Linked DNA regions of Gossypium hirsutum: region 1 is linked to region 2. A link is a contact called in public Hi-C data. All regions are on one chromosome and are shown on one strand. Each heading gives the region's core, a stretch centred on a gene start, on an enhancer-like site or on the middle of the called end of the contact. The rest is flanking DNA. Distances are from core to core; before and after follow the strand shown.

What was found. Hi-C and Micro-C count contacts between places; a contact is called where the count stands out from the background.
Region 1: a Hi-C map of leaf shows a contact between it and region 2, with 1.9 times the contacts expected there. The contact joins the promoter of LOC107961978 here to the promoter of LOC107961975 in region 2. A contact is called at or near these places in 2 of 34 Hi-C or Micro-C datasets (both in leaf).

The regions. Positions count from the first base shown.
Region 1 is chrA06:116,437,776-116,445,131 of Gossypium_hirsutum_v2.1, forward strand. LOC107961978 (beta-glucosidase 46) reads left to right here and starts at 1,740. Exons shown (of 12, transcript XM_016898174.2): 1 at 1,740-2,038; 2 at 2,122-2,188; 3 at 2,277-2,335; 4 at 5,517-5,592; 5 at 5,691-5,765; 6 at 5,853-5,940; 7 at 6,033-6,285; 8 at 6,381-6,496; 9 at 6,590-6,845. The coding sequence starts at 5,532.
Region 2 is chrA06:116,084,050-116,091,621 of Gossypium_hirsutum_v2.1, forward strand. LOC107961975 (polyadenylation and cleavage factor homolog 4) reads right to left here and starts at 1,876. Exons shown (of 7, transcript XM_016898169.2): 1 at 1,253-1,876; 2 at 1,069-1,170; 3 at 720-977. The coding sequence starts at 1,537.

The DNA.
Region 1 (7,356 bases), core at 490-2,989, 350 kb after region 2:
AGATAAATTTCAATTATAATAACAAATAGACTTAAAATTTAAATTTTGAAATTTCTAAAATACAAGTCAAAGCGAACATTTAAAGAAAAAAGGGCACTTAAAATATATTTTAACTTATGTTGAAGCCCCCAAGAAAAAATCTGCTGTTACATGGTAACAAATATATGAGGGATGAATCTATTGTGGTTAATGGGATCCTGAATTTACTGTTGGGTTCAGACCTTGACGAAAACGCCAAATTTGTCAGCGAATATGTCCAAAACCGCCCTATAAATTTTTCTCCAGTATTGTTGGGGTAATCCTATATTGTTTTAGCAAGAAATTAGTAAAGTATGGTTGAGTTACGTAGGAGTGCGATTCTCTTTTGTCTTTTTTATTTTAAAATAATAATAAAATAGTTATTACACATAAAATTAAATAGTAAATTACTTTTTCGACTTAAAATTTTTATCTATTTTTATTATTATTTAACATTTTACGTATATCTCATGTTAATGTATAAAAATTAATTTTAAACTATAAAAATTAATTAAATTTTTAATATCATGTCTAATTTGCTCTTTAATTTAACATACAAAAATTAATTTACTTATTTTTTGAAAACGGAGAAAAATACAATTCGATTCTTAATATAGAGGCCTCTATAGTACATTCTCAAGAAATCATATATTATTAAGCCTCGAAGTAGGCATATTTTCCCAATTATGTATTTAAATTTTTTTTGTCCTAGATTAATACATAAACTATTATTCCGTTATCTTCTTCAACTTTTTTTCTAAACGGTGTTAAAAAAATCAGTTGTCACTGACACCTTTCAACCAATAAGAATGTGCCATATGGTACTTTGGTTTGTTTATTAATATTATATATAATATTGATTAGAAATTAAATAAAATCATAAATAATATATAAATAATTTAAAAAAATTGAAAGGTAAAAAAATTCTAGAATATATAAATACAAATATATAATATTATATAAAAATTTAAAATATATCATAAATTGTTTAAAGAATGACTTTAGAGTTTTTTAAAATTTTCAAAATATATCTATTATTTTTTGCATTTTTAGAATTTAGAATTTTTTAATTTTTAAATAATATTTTGATGTGTCATGTTCTAGTAGCGCCACGTGGACCAGGGGCGTAGCTAGGGGTATATAGGCTATTAAAATGGTGAAATTATATTTTTCACTATCATAAAAATTATAATTTAATTTTGGTCCTCCCTAAATTATTTTTCTGACTTTGCCCTTGACATGGACAATCAAGGTCGGCAACATCTTGTCAATGGTGGGTAAATGCTTTTATTTTAAATAAATATAAGTACTACATGGCACATTCTAATTGGTTGAAAGGTGCCACGCGACTCATTCTAATTGATGTCATGTGGTAATTTTTTTTTAACATTGTTAAGAAAATGACTGAACTGGGTAACAGAATGACAATTTAAGTACCAATTTGAAATAAAAAAGTTTAAATACCAAAACGAAAAAACTACATAATTCGAAGGCCAAATTTAAAAAAAAAACCTTTTGAATAATATTTTTATGATTTGTGGGTCTTGAAACTTTGTTTGGCTACACTGTTCATACAACCAAATTAAATCATCAAGAAGATAGATTCAATGTTGATGAATTCAGAGTTCGGAATTTTAAAACCTTTCTTTAATTTAAAATAGTTGATTAATCAATGAAAGATCAAACATTATAATACTTTTACAATTCAACCCTCCAGTTGGTATACGGTACAAACTCCATTATTTATTTGTCATGGTCAAGGACGGCATGCAACCAACATTTTCATCTTCTCTTCTCCATATCCTGCATCTCTTGTGTTTGGTCATAGCAGCAGATTTGGTATATTGGATTCTCCACGCTTTGCATTCTTTTCTTTGCCTTCCAGATGTTCGTGTTATTGCCACTTCCGGTTTCACCGGAGCTGTTAACGCTGAAACAAAGCTTGGGTAATGGTAATAATAACAATCCATCTTCATTTCCTCCGAACTTTCTCTTTGGAACGGCCTCCTCTGCTTACGAGGTTTGCTTCACCACCATTCTTTCAATTTTTTTATCCTATTGAAAACAAGCAGATGTAATGAATGGTCTGTTCATTTTGGGCAGTATGAAGGTGGTTACTTGAGTGATGGGAAAGGTTTGAACAATTGGGATGTTTAAACCCACAGACCAGGTCATAATTCAACATCGAATTCCTTCAAACTTGCTTTTTGTTTAAAATGATATCCCCATATTCAACAACAACAAATAATTTATTGCAGGAAAGGTCATCGACGGAAGCAATGGAGACGTAGCAGTGGATCATTATCATCGCTATTTGGTAAGCTTACTTCACATCCATGTAGCCTTCTGCACCGCGTTTCGTTCTTTTCCAATTAGCTGAGGTTCACCCCTCAATTCTTTTAAAAGGGTAAATTTCTCCATAGGTCACCCAACTATGGGTCTGTTTTTTTTTTTTCTGTCACTTAACTAAACTAGATTTGTTATCCATTTCCATTTAGTGCCGTTAAGTGTTTAACTCGAAGGTAATATAGTGGTTCAAAAATCGATAAAATCACTAATTTTATGTATTATTATTATTATATATTTTTTAACTATCATATCACCCTTTCGTCAAACATTTAAAGGTAGAGGTGTAATTTCAATCAATTCAAATGGTTTGATTTTTTTATACCAAAAATCAAATAAATTGAATTATCCATGTAAGTCGAATAAATCGAACCAACCTAATGAGTAAAATCGAATAAACCGAATTGAAAATTTTCAATTTTGTTTTTTTCTTAATTGTAAAAAAAAATCTAATTGAGGTAGTTATAATTTTTTTCCTTTAATTTTTTTCAAATAATTTTCTTCTTTCTTCAAATTATTATATTGTATTACTTTTAATTTTATTTTTATTTAAAATTCATTACAAAATATTAAAAATTAAATCAAATAAATTTTAATGAACTCAAAAAATATTTATTTTCTTGCATGGCCAACATACAATTCCCAAGTCTTCTATCGTTCTTAATATTAATTTGCGTTTTTTTAATATATTAAATGATAAAAAATAAAAGGAATACAATAAAAAATTAAACTATCAATTTGGATTTTAAATATTAAAGCGTATTGGGTTTTAAATCTTAATGGGTTCTGACTTTTAAAAGTGTTAAGTTTTAATGGGTATTTGGGTTTAGGTATATAAATAAATTATAAGCTTATAGTTTTATGTACTATGGCCTTAAATGTTTTATTCGGTTTAAAATATTAAAATTGAAAATCAATTAAATTAACCAATTAAATCGAACATAAAAATCGATTAAACCAGAAAAATCAAATAAATTGGAAAAAAGGTTTTTTTCAATTTGATTAAAGAAAATGATAAAAAAAAAGAAGAGATAATCTTAATTAATTAAGCGACGATTTTAAAAATTTTATAATTAGATAAAAAAAAACCAATTCATAATTGGATAATCAGTAATGTAATTTACCTTTTTAAAATTATAGGCTTTATTCCCCATTTAACCTCTAAATTATACTTGTTTTCTTACCGTAGTATTGAAACCATCGTTGTCACATTTTACCTCCAAAAAGCTCCAAAGTAGATGATATCATGTGTTACCTTACATGTATTTATTAGTCGACACTGAATATTTGTATATAAATTAGGATAAAATGATAATTTAAATAGGTTTTTTTTTTGGCACTAAGAAAATGGGAGTTAAATATGAATTAAAGCATTCTTTTTAAATATCATAAAATTACATTTAGTACTTAACATTTGTTATCTTCACATCACCATTAAAAATAATGTAAAATTATATTTCTCCAAAAAAATAAAATAATTTAGTCTAAGTAATATTTTTGTAATTTAATGCAACCAATTTTATAACACTTTTAATTATATATCATTGTTACTTTTTTTTAATTAATCAAATGGACATATTTGTGGTAGTTTTTTTGTTAGTAATATTTTTCATCCTATGTTCATAACAAAAAGATATATTAAAAAAATTAAAATTATTAATATATAGAGTACAAATTAGATTTTTTTATAAATTAATATAATTTTATGTTTTCTTTTATAATATTAAATAATTTTATACATATTTTTATTATTTTAATGACATTTTGATTTCTTAGATTATAATTCTTTTAGATATTTAATCACAAAAATAATTTATAATATTTGTAAATAGAAACAAATTATTTTGATATTTTTTATATTATTGAAAATTAAATATTATGTATTATGTAATCAGTAACGTTTAATTATAATGCTTTTCTAATGTCCACAATATAGCTATAACATATTTAGATAGCAAAAAGTTCTATTGTTTACTGTCTTAGCTCATTTAACAATTATACATTTCTCTGTCGATTGAATCTTAACTCAATTGGTATGTATATTTAGAGCTGTAAATGAATCGAGCTTGAACGAACAAACTTATGTTCATGTTCGTTTATTTATTTTTAAGCTTGTTCGTATTCAGTTTGTGTTCGTTAAGAATTTCAATTTTTTTTCATGTTCGTTTATTTAAAATTATGTACATTCATGTCCATTTGTTTAATGTTCACGAACATGCTTATTTAACTTAATTGAACATGTTCACAAACATATAATTGAACATTTTCACTAATAATGTTAATAAATAATAAACAAACAAACAATAAATACATAAATACATACACACACATATATTATTTAGATATAAAATAGTCAAATATAAATATTAATAATTATATTATAAATGAAAACAAATAAAAACCAAGATAAATTTATTAATATATACTAACAGAACAATAAATGAGTTTTAAGATAATTTTATTAATATATAATAATTAAATTTTTATAAGAAAATATCATTAATAAATAAACGAGTCAATAAATGAGTTTATAAGCGAGCCAATAAACGAGCTTGTTCGTGAACATAAACAACCGAACACACCTTTGTTCGTGTTCGTTCATTTATTAAATGAACATAAAAATTTTGTTCATACCCGTTTATTTAGTTTAATAAATGAACATAAACAAACGTTTTACAAATAGTTCATCGAACGTTTTGTTCATTTACACCTCTATGGGCATTGTTGTCAATGTAGAAGGATATAGGTTCAAGTGTGCTGGAGTGCATTATCCTCTTATTCATGAGTTAGGGAGGGGCTACAGAAAAAGTTAAAACCTATATGAAAGTATCTATATGATACTTGTATTATAGAAATTGATTCAAATTGATCCTACTACTACTAAAGAATACTAAAAGTTTAATAAAGTTAACATTTATTATTGAAAATTGACAATAAAATATTTAAATTGCATAACCATAAAAACTTTTAAAATATTAATTCTATTAAACACTATAATTCAAAAAAAAAACACACTAAATTGATTCATTTAAGGATAACATAGAATTTGATGATGATGATGATAAATTACAAACCAATTAGGGAAAAAATAAGTAATTGAAATTTTTACTTTTTTTTTTTGGAACTAATTAAGAGATTTTAATTTGATATAGGAAGACATTGATCTAATGGTATCACTGGGGGTCAACAGCTATCGATTCTCTATTTCTTGGGCAAGAATTTTACCAAGTAAGCCTTTGAATGACAGGATATTTGATGTTTAAACCAAGAGTTATCAATATTGGAATATCTATTCTTCACTAATATGTTCGCCAATTTCCTGACAGAGGGGAGATTTGGAAATGTCAATGTAGCAGGCATCGATTTCTACAACAATCTAATTGATGCTCTCCTACTCAAAGGTTTGTTTTTCTATATTTTGGCATTTCTTGAATGACTTCTCTTCAAAACATTGCATAAATAATTGCAGATTTGGCCTTTTTCTACAGGGATTAAACCATTTGTAACTTTGACACACATTGATCTTCCCCAAGAAATTGAGGACAGATATGGAAGTTGGCTGAGTCCTGAATCACAGTACAATTATCCTGTTTCTTGTTTTCAAATGAAATGGTAGTTTATGCACACCATTGGCGAGCTCACTAATGGCATTGATCTTTCATTTCCAGACTGGATTTTGCATACTTTGCAGACATTTGCTTCAAGTCTTTTGGGGATAGGGTGAAGTATTGGGTCACTTTCAATGAACCCAATTTCCAAGTCAAGTTTGGGTATCGAGAAGGGAATTTTCCACCATCACGATGCTCCTTTCCATTTGGAAATTGTACCAATGGAGATTCAGAGAAGGAGCCTTTCATAGCAGCTCAAAACATTATTTTATCACATGCAGCCGCTGTTCATATTTACAGATCAAAATACCAGGTATCAGTGACATTATAAAATCTAAATGCCATTGGCTTAATGTAGATTTAGAAGGTTTAAGGACATATTTCTTACTTAGAGCGATGAATGTTTAGGCAAAGCAAGGAGGCAGCATTGGAATCATTATCAATGCAGCATGGTTTGAACCCATCAGCAGCTCCATGGCTGGCAAGCTAGCAGAAGAAAGAGCTCAATGCTTCACTACTAATTGGTATATTTCTTCTTATAAACCCTTCTCTACTTCAACTTTTCTATATGTTTCCAATTGATATCTTAAAGATTCTGGTGTAACTGTAACTTTAAGGTTTCTAGACCCGATTGTTTTCGGAAGATATCCTCCTGAAATGCAAAGCATATTAGGATCTATTTTGCCTGAATTTTCGCAAACGGAGAAGGAAATGTTGAAGAAAGGGTTGGATTTCATTGGAATCAACCATTATTCAAGTTATTATGTCCAGGATTGTATGTTCACTGCGTGTGAACCAGGAACAGGAACCTCAAAGACTGAAGGGTTATGGGCACAAAGTTACCAAAAGAACGGCATCCCTATTGGAGAACCTGTATGTATCCATATCCTTTTGCCTGTTGAAATGTCATAACCGGCTGACCAATCAGGTACTCTCATTTTCCGCAACTTGTCATGGCCACAATCTGTTATTGTCTTCTTTGGACATCCATATGTCTCTCATCATTGTTCAAATGGTACAAGAGTTTCGGTAACGACTCCTATATGCAGGAGTTCTTGGATTCAAACCTGGAGTGGTGTAGTTTTGGGTAACAAAACTTTGAAAACATGTGGGTGTCTAAAGACAACAATATTGAATTGTTTACATGATCCGGTCGGTTGGTCATGAGATACTTGCTTGGAGTAAAAGTATAATAAGCTACTCAGAAAATGGGTAAATTAGTCTTTGTACATTAATTCAAAGATTAAATTGGTCCTCCTATTAAAGATTCCATCTATTTTTGTTGTTAAAAACTAGTCCCAGTATGTCAAGATGAGGTACTCATGACATGCTATGTGTCACTGTTTGATTATTCTATCAGCTATGCCAATTTTTAACAATATAA
Region 2 (7,572 bases), core at 626-3,125:
ACATGCATGCAATCATACATGACAAATAGATGTTTTAAAAAGATTTCTCAACATGTTTATCAGTCAGGGAAGCTAAAAATCCTAATCACTAGCAAAAAAGCATGCAGTTCATGTCAAACATTCTAAAGAAAATTTAACAAGAAAAAAAAGCACAAGGCTCAACACAAAGTTGGAAAGGAAAAGGAAGGGGAACAGAAAAGAAAAGTCTTTTAGTCACCAAAAACATTCAAGTACAGCGTAAACAACATAAACCTTCCCCACTGTATTCCAAAAAAATCAGAATAATAAGTTAATAACCTGGTTGTACCAGTAGAGTTTGGTTTTCTATTTGCAAATTTCTTAAAGTAATTTCACTTGATACAAGCCCGTGTTAAGCTCTGATCTCATAATGATGCTCCAAGTAATTTCAGCAAATAACTTAACCGAAAGAAATCCTAATATATCAATTGTCATTAACATTCTGGCAACTCTACCCCTCAATCCAGCCTATCCCTGGTGATCAAAATCCAATTCAGCTTGCAACTGTCCTTCAGTACCAAAAGCAATTCTGTCCAGAAGGATCTATAACTGCTAGCAACATCTGATTCAAACAAATTCTCAAAAGAACATGATTTGCGATGATATCCTAAATAGTGAATGTGCATAAGACTACAGAACAGAGCATTTATTCCAATGAAATAGAGGATGTGAAGAACAGAGTTTTCCATTAGAAAGCTTACACTATCTGCACCTGACTGTTGTTCCAACTGCCGCAAGTACTTAGGATTAACATGTATGCCATGTGTTGGACGAGGTGATTCAGAAGACTGCAAGGAAGTTACTCCAGAAGATTGTTGGTTCCCCGTTTGAGAAAATTGCAATTGCATCTCGATTTTACCTAGCACAGAAGGCGAAAAAACTGTTGACCATGTGCCAAATAGATGTCGCATTGCAGGATGCAAGTTAGGATTAACTTGCCTGTATGCCTCACAAAATACCTAAGAATGAAAAATAAAATAAAATAAGATAACCTATATCAAGCTAATAGCAAAGAAAAGAACTTCATCAAAAAGATTGGCAATGACTCACCTCTGGCAAACGGGAAGAGAAATATCTAACATATTCTCGGCCAATATTTTTTACAATGCTATCTAATAGATATAACGAAGGAAGTTTTTGCTCTACTGGAACCTGAAAGCAATAAATTTGAAATTAAAATTTTAAATGTTCAAATTACTTGGCAGGTACAACGGAAAACCTAATTTTAACTAACCTCAATAATTCGTGCGCAAATAGCATCGGCAATGCCTTCGCCGTGCTCTCGCTGTTCACCGGCAATGATCGTGAGATCAGTAATTATGGGCTTCGAATTGAAAGTTAGTTCCGATAACACAACCTCGTAAAGCTGAACAATCTCCTCCGTAGTCGGCGTTGCCCCATCATCATCAGCAATACCGCCGGAAACCCTGAGCTCATCTTCCCGTTGCTTCAATAAAGCCTTGAACCGTTCCGATATCGACGGTAGTTGCTTTTGGGCTAGTTCATTGGATATGGCCATGCTGCTATTGCTACTGTTGCTATTGGTTTAGGAAAAAGATGAAAATTTTCTAGGGTTTTCTCAGGAAAGTAGGATTTTCTCTGATTCCATACATGTATCAGAGAAAAAGTAGCCGAAACGGTAAAGGTATTAGGGCTTGCGGCCCATCGTGAATCGATGCTGATTAAATTAGGGTTTTTGTTGCCAGCATCGAACAATAAACAGATGCTGTTTTAGTGTGTTACAAACACGAGAGTCTGGTACTCTTCGTTTTCCCTTTTTTTCTTTATTTTTTTTTCGCTGAGACGAGGGAAGATAATAATTATTAAAAAAAAAAAAAGGACTTCCTAGATTTGGTTTAATCCACGGTTGAAATAAAATGAAGTTTTTTATGGTAAATATGGGGCCCACAAGATTTCCATTGACGTGGAGGCTTTTAAGAAGCTTAGATACTCTGATTATCCGTGAGCAGGGATACAGAGAATAATGCTAAATCTAAAGGTCAAGTAAATCCGACGGTTATCATCGCTTGAAAACTTTTCTTTTTAAAGTTTTTTACAGTTACAAATGGAATACAATAATAAGCTGGAGTGAGTAATTATAACCTAGAATCAAACCATTATAAAATGTAATAAGTGAAGAATTAAAAATACTAAAAGGAATTCGGACAAACATAAAATTGAAGACTTACACATTATAATTACATATAATGAAATTAAAATCTAAATGTTTAAAGACTTAAAGTATCTACCTTAATCAATACCAAGACATCGTTACGTTATTACTTAAAAACATATCAATCTTATACTCAATACAATAATATAAAAGCATACATTGTTGAAGGTTTTTTTTAATAAGTAACATGGGTAAAGATTATCCAACTCCAAGAATAAAAATCGGAATTATTGTCAATTCAAGAATCAGCACAAGTTGTATACGACTCACCTACTATTCAATTCACATTTTATTTAATTTTTTTATTATTTGCTTTGTTCTTTATATTTCAGTTTTTTTTTAAAAAAGTTAAATTATAAATCAAATGAATAGAAAAGAATAGAAATGATAAAGTTAAAAAAATTTTAGAAATAAATATGTTTTTTCACTAAATATAAATATAATTTGAAAATTACTTTAAGTTTTGTGAATTATTATTTATTGAAAAGTTTGAAAATAGAATTAAATTAATTAATCATTATGAATCTGTTGAATATAGAAATTAAATATATTTTCTCATAAATTCTTTTACAATAAAGTAATCATGACTTCAACGGTATTAGGTTTGGGCTGATAAAATTATTTAATTGAAATTTTAATTTATCTGGTTAAATTAATTTATTAATAATATTTATTTTAAGAAATAAAAAACATGTATTGGATTGGACTAAACTCAATATACTAAAACTTTAATTAATCTAAAGAAGTAGTTTTAAACTAATTTTTTTTGTTGATTAAGAAATATAAAACTCCTAATTAATTTAAAATCTTCAAATATCCAAAATTCAGAATAAATAAACAATAAAATAATAAAACATAGTAAATATAATTGAGCTCATATATAATAAAATTTAAGCCTAAAAATTGAATCCAATATGATTTAAACTCAAATTAAAAGCCTAAAATTCGTAATTTTCGTAATAATCCCGTCCAAAAATTCTGCTCATACATTCACTAAAACGGTCATAACTTGAGCTCCTAAACTCGAAATTGAGTGATTCAAAGTACATTGTGAAGCTACGAGATAGATCTTCAAATGCTATGAAGATATCTCAACCTAGAAATTCCTGAATTTCATCCAAAAAGTTGTCGCAAGTAGGCTAATTTTCCAAACTTAGAAAATTGACAGCTTCAGTGAATTGAATTTAATAAATTTCACCCCATGTGTGCATGTACCATTCCCCATTTTCTCGAAAAATTTCGTCCTAGAATCTTGTCTTTGGTTGAATAAGAAAGAATCTTTATTATAGATGGAATAGGTTAATTGAGCTCCTGTTAAAGGATCAACAAATTCCTTAAATAAAGAAATAAGTCCACTAGACAAATTCAAGTTAAAGTTAGTGAAAATATAATCACTCCTCTTTGTTGTATAGGTTCTTTCTTCCTTCTCTTTTTCAATGTGAATTGAAGTATTTAATTTTACCTCAAATTTTTACTCACCAAAGTTGGACCATCAAATTGACTTTTATCATTCAAGGTCTTTTTTCTCTGTCCTTTTGCATGAATCATCCTTATTTTCCTTTAACCTCTCACAAAAATTTTGAACATTGAATACATTAAAATAAAACTTTTTAGAAGGATAATAAAGGTCTAACTCATCCAAATTCATGGGCTCTAGAAAACAATTCCCACTAGCAACTTTTTCTGGTTCACAAAGTGCACCATCACTATCATCATGGTTTTCACTATTACTATCAACGTCTTTGACACCAATTTTGAAAAAAGATTCAATGCTAGATTTAAACTTAACAATAAGCACAAAATCACACTTATTGTCTTTACAAATGATGTCACTCGAAGTTTCTAACTCATTCATTATTGGAAAATCGGGTTTGGAAAACGCAACAGAAAACAAATTTAGGGAAAAAACGGAGTTTAAAAAAATCCAAAACAAGAACTTGGTTGTGATATCTACAGTAATAAACACTTAATCAAAATTGTACTTTTTTTACTCGTCTAGGATAAATGCTTTGACCAAGTAATCTTCTCCGCTATCCTCAAGCTCATGTCTACCAAGTGTGGGCTCGCTTCGAATTAGAAAAGTTTTCACAAAAATTACCAATGAGGTAATTTAATAATTTATCTAAAATTTTGGGAAAATTTGTAAATAAGAAAAATATGTCTAGAAATTTTTGAAATAATTTCTTCAAAGAATTTTATTTCTACAACTTTCTCTTGAATTCAAACGTGTAAATAATGACCGAAAGCTCTCTTTATATAGGGAGAGTTTAGAGAGTTCAACTATAATTAAACTTAATCATTTTAATATTAAATTAATATAATATTTATTAAGATAAATATTAGATTAAATTTAATATTAAATCTTATTAAAATTAATGTCCCAAAAATCAAGGGTTAATAGAATCGGGTTTGTCAATCGAGAGAGACTGGTCATGCCTTAATTTTTGAAATTTATCTATGCATTTTTAGGGAATAAATAAGGTATTGGCTTATTGGTTAAGTGTTAGTGAAATGTTCCTTGAAACCTAAGTTCAAATCTCTTCTCTCTCACCATTTTTATTATTTTGCAAATTTTGCCTTAAACTCTAGTATGCGACATGCATTGTTCTTTCAAAATAAATATTTTCAAATTATATCAAAAATGAGTTATTGATTTGATGGTTAAACATTAGTGAATTTATCCTTGAGGTCCTAACTTCAATTCCCTTCTCATGCGAATAATTTAATTTTTTGACAAAAACCTCTTATTTTAATGTGTGAGCCATCCAAACCTAGTTAACCTTGGTATAAATATTAATTTTTTACTAATAATCAGCCTTTAATCCTCCTCCTCGTTGCCCTAGCCGTTCATCTCCTCCTCCCATTCTCCTCCTCCCATTCTCTTTGATTTTAATTATTTTTCCTTTCCTCCATTGTTGTTGTCACCTACACCTAGTTTTACCATCTCTTTCTTTTTCTTTTTCTTTTTCTTTTTGCCACAAGATTTGTTAACATCTTTTCCACCATATTGCTGTCATTTTTCCTCATTAAAATCAACCCCAAGTACTCCAAGATCGATCCCAAACATTGCCAAGAAAGTGTCATTGTCGTTTCTCTCGACTAGCTTGGGCAAGGTCTCTTCTCTCTTCAATTTCTTAATTAATCTTGTCCATTAAAAACATAAATTTCCAGATCTGGAATTTGGTCGATTTGAAATTATTTCAAAGGTATATTTCCATATTTTAATGAAATCTCAAACCGTTTTAAAATTTAGCCCCAATTTTGGCTACTGTGGGTGGTGGTGCGTGCACCTATGGGCAAGAAAATAGGCTGTTTTGTTTCTTGGTTCTTGCCTATATTTGTCCAGCATTAATTTGAGTTCTTTAACCCTCCTAATCAGATTTTAAACCCATTTCAATTAATGAAAAAATGTTCTTGATCGATTGGCCAATAAGGATCCCACAAATCGTGAAGCGTAAATGCAATTAAGGGTAACTAGTTTGTTATTTCGACATAGTTGTTGGGTAAATGCTATGAATTGATTAAATGAAGGAATTTAATTATTAATTAGCTACTATTTTTTCAATATATTATTGAATTAGGTGCTGACCCAAACACTCCAAATCATCCGTAAAGGCGAAGAACGATTATACGTACGGTTTGCATCGGTACAATGTAAGGAATCTAACTAGTTTGGATTGAAAAATAGTTATAATTTCAATGATTGGTTTGAATTCGTAAGTGGGTGTTTGGGGGCTGGTTTAATGGTAAATTGATTGAATTTATACTGAATTTTGGTTTAAGTTCGGTTAAGGAATCATTAAGAAAAATTAGAAGATTCGCTAGTGTGCTGCGATGAAGCGAAAAATAAGGTGTGGGTCATACACTCATAAAATTGTTTGAAAATATTAAATATCATGTTATATTTGATAAATTAGTTTGCTGATTGGATTCGATTAATAGCCAAATTATTAATTTTGTGAGTGGCCGAACTAGGTATATTGCGAGCTTTAAAAGATTGACATGTTGGCAAAAAACCTAGTTTGATAGTATGGATGTTTGATTGAGTTTATAATTACATATTTGAGTTATGAGATATTAGAATGTTTGACTGAACTATATAATCTGTTGAGATATTAAGCTTATGTATGATTTAAACGCATGAGATATTTGTTATATTGTGTCTGAAAAGGGTGCTATTTATGCACAATGAAAATCCGTAAAGTATGTGAAATTGAACGATATTGATTGATACCAACACAATGGTAATTTGAAAGATTGAAAGATTGTTTCCATTTACTAAAAGTATCTGATTATTGAGGACATGCTGAGCATGTCAAATGAATGTGAAAAGTATTGAGATATGATTATGTATGAGATTTTGTAACATGTTGCATATACATTGGGTTGATATTTTATGGTTGACAGAGAAGTTTCATGGAGTATCGGGGGCATATTAAGTCCGCATTATTCGTAGTTCGTGACTACACCTAGAGTACCTAGGGGATTGGCGATTTTATCTCATATTATATGTTATTGGCGATTGTATCGCACTATTTGGTATCCGGTAAATTTTCTACATTATTGATTATTCAGTGGTTTTACCACATTGAGCTATGCTCATAATGTTAAGGAGTTTGGTAGATGAGTTCTGGTGAACTCGTGGTGTGTAGCGGATGGCATAGGTAGGAACCTTTTTGTATTGGATCATGTGCACATATATTCGAATTTTATTGATTTATGCTACGCATTGTATTTTATTGTATTGAATGGCATCAAAATTAATGATCGTTACTTGAATGAATGATGACCTATGCTCATACACCGTTTGACATCGATATTGATAATGGCTATGTAATGATATGAAATTTCAACTATGGTTCTGTGTTCTTCTATTAATGCTAATATGTTTCACTATATTCGATACTTATGTTTTTATCCATTTAAATAATTATTCGACTCACACTGAGCTTTTCATAAGCTCACCCCCAATAGTGTTTAACTTTCAGGTAAACCTCGAAATTAAGACCGGACTCAACATTTAGAGAACCACCTTGGACTTGGATTATTTTTAATAAGTATTAGTCTCTATTAGTTTTGGTTTGTAATTTTTAATTATTTCTGGTCTGTGGCTTGGTAACTTTTCTTTTGGGGATTTTTGCATGCATGGATTACTCAAGCATAATAACTGGATAATGCATGATACCGGGCTTAAGTGAAATTTAATGTTGTTCCCTAGTTTCCACTACATTGCAAAGGAACTGTTTTTGAAAAACAAAACGATAAAGCAACTAATTTTCCAAAATGACTTGAAAAATGGTTTTCCAGTTGCATTAGTTTAACTTTGAGTTTTTTTTTTAAGAAGAGCGACAAGCAAACGGTTTTTCTAAAACAACACTATC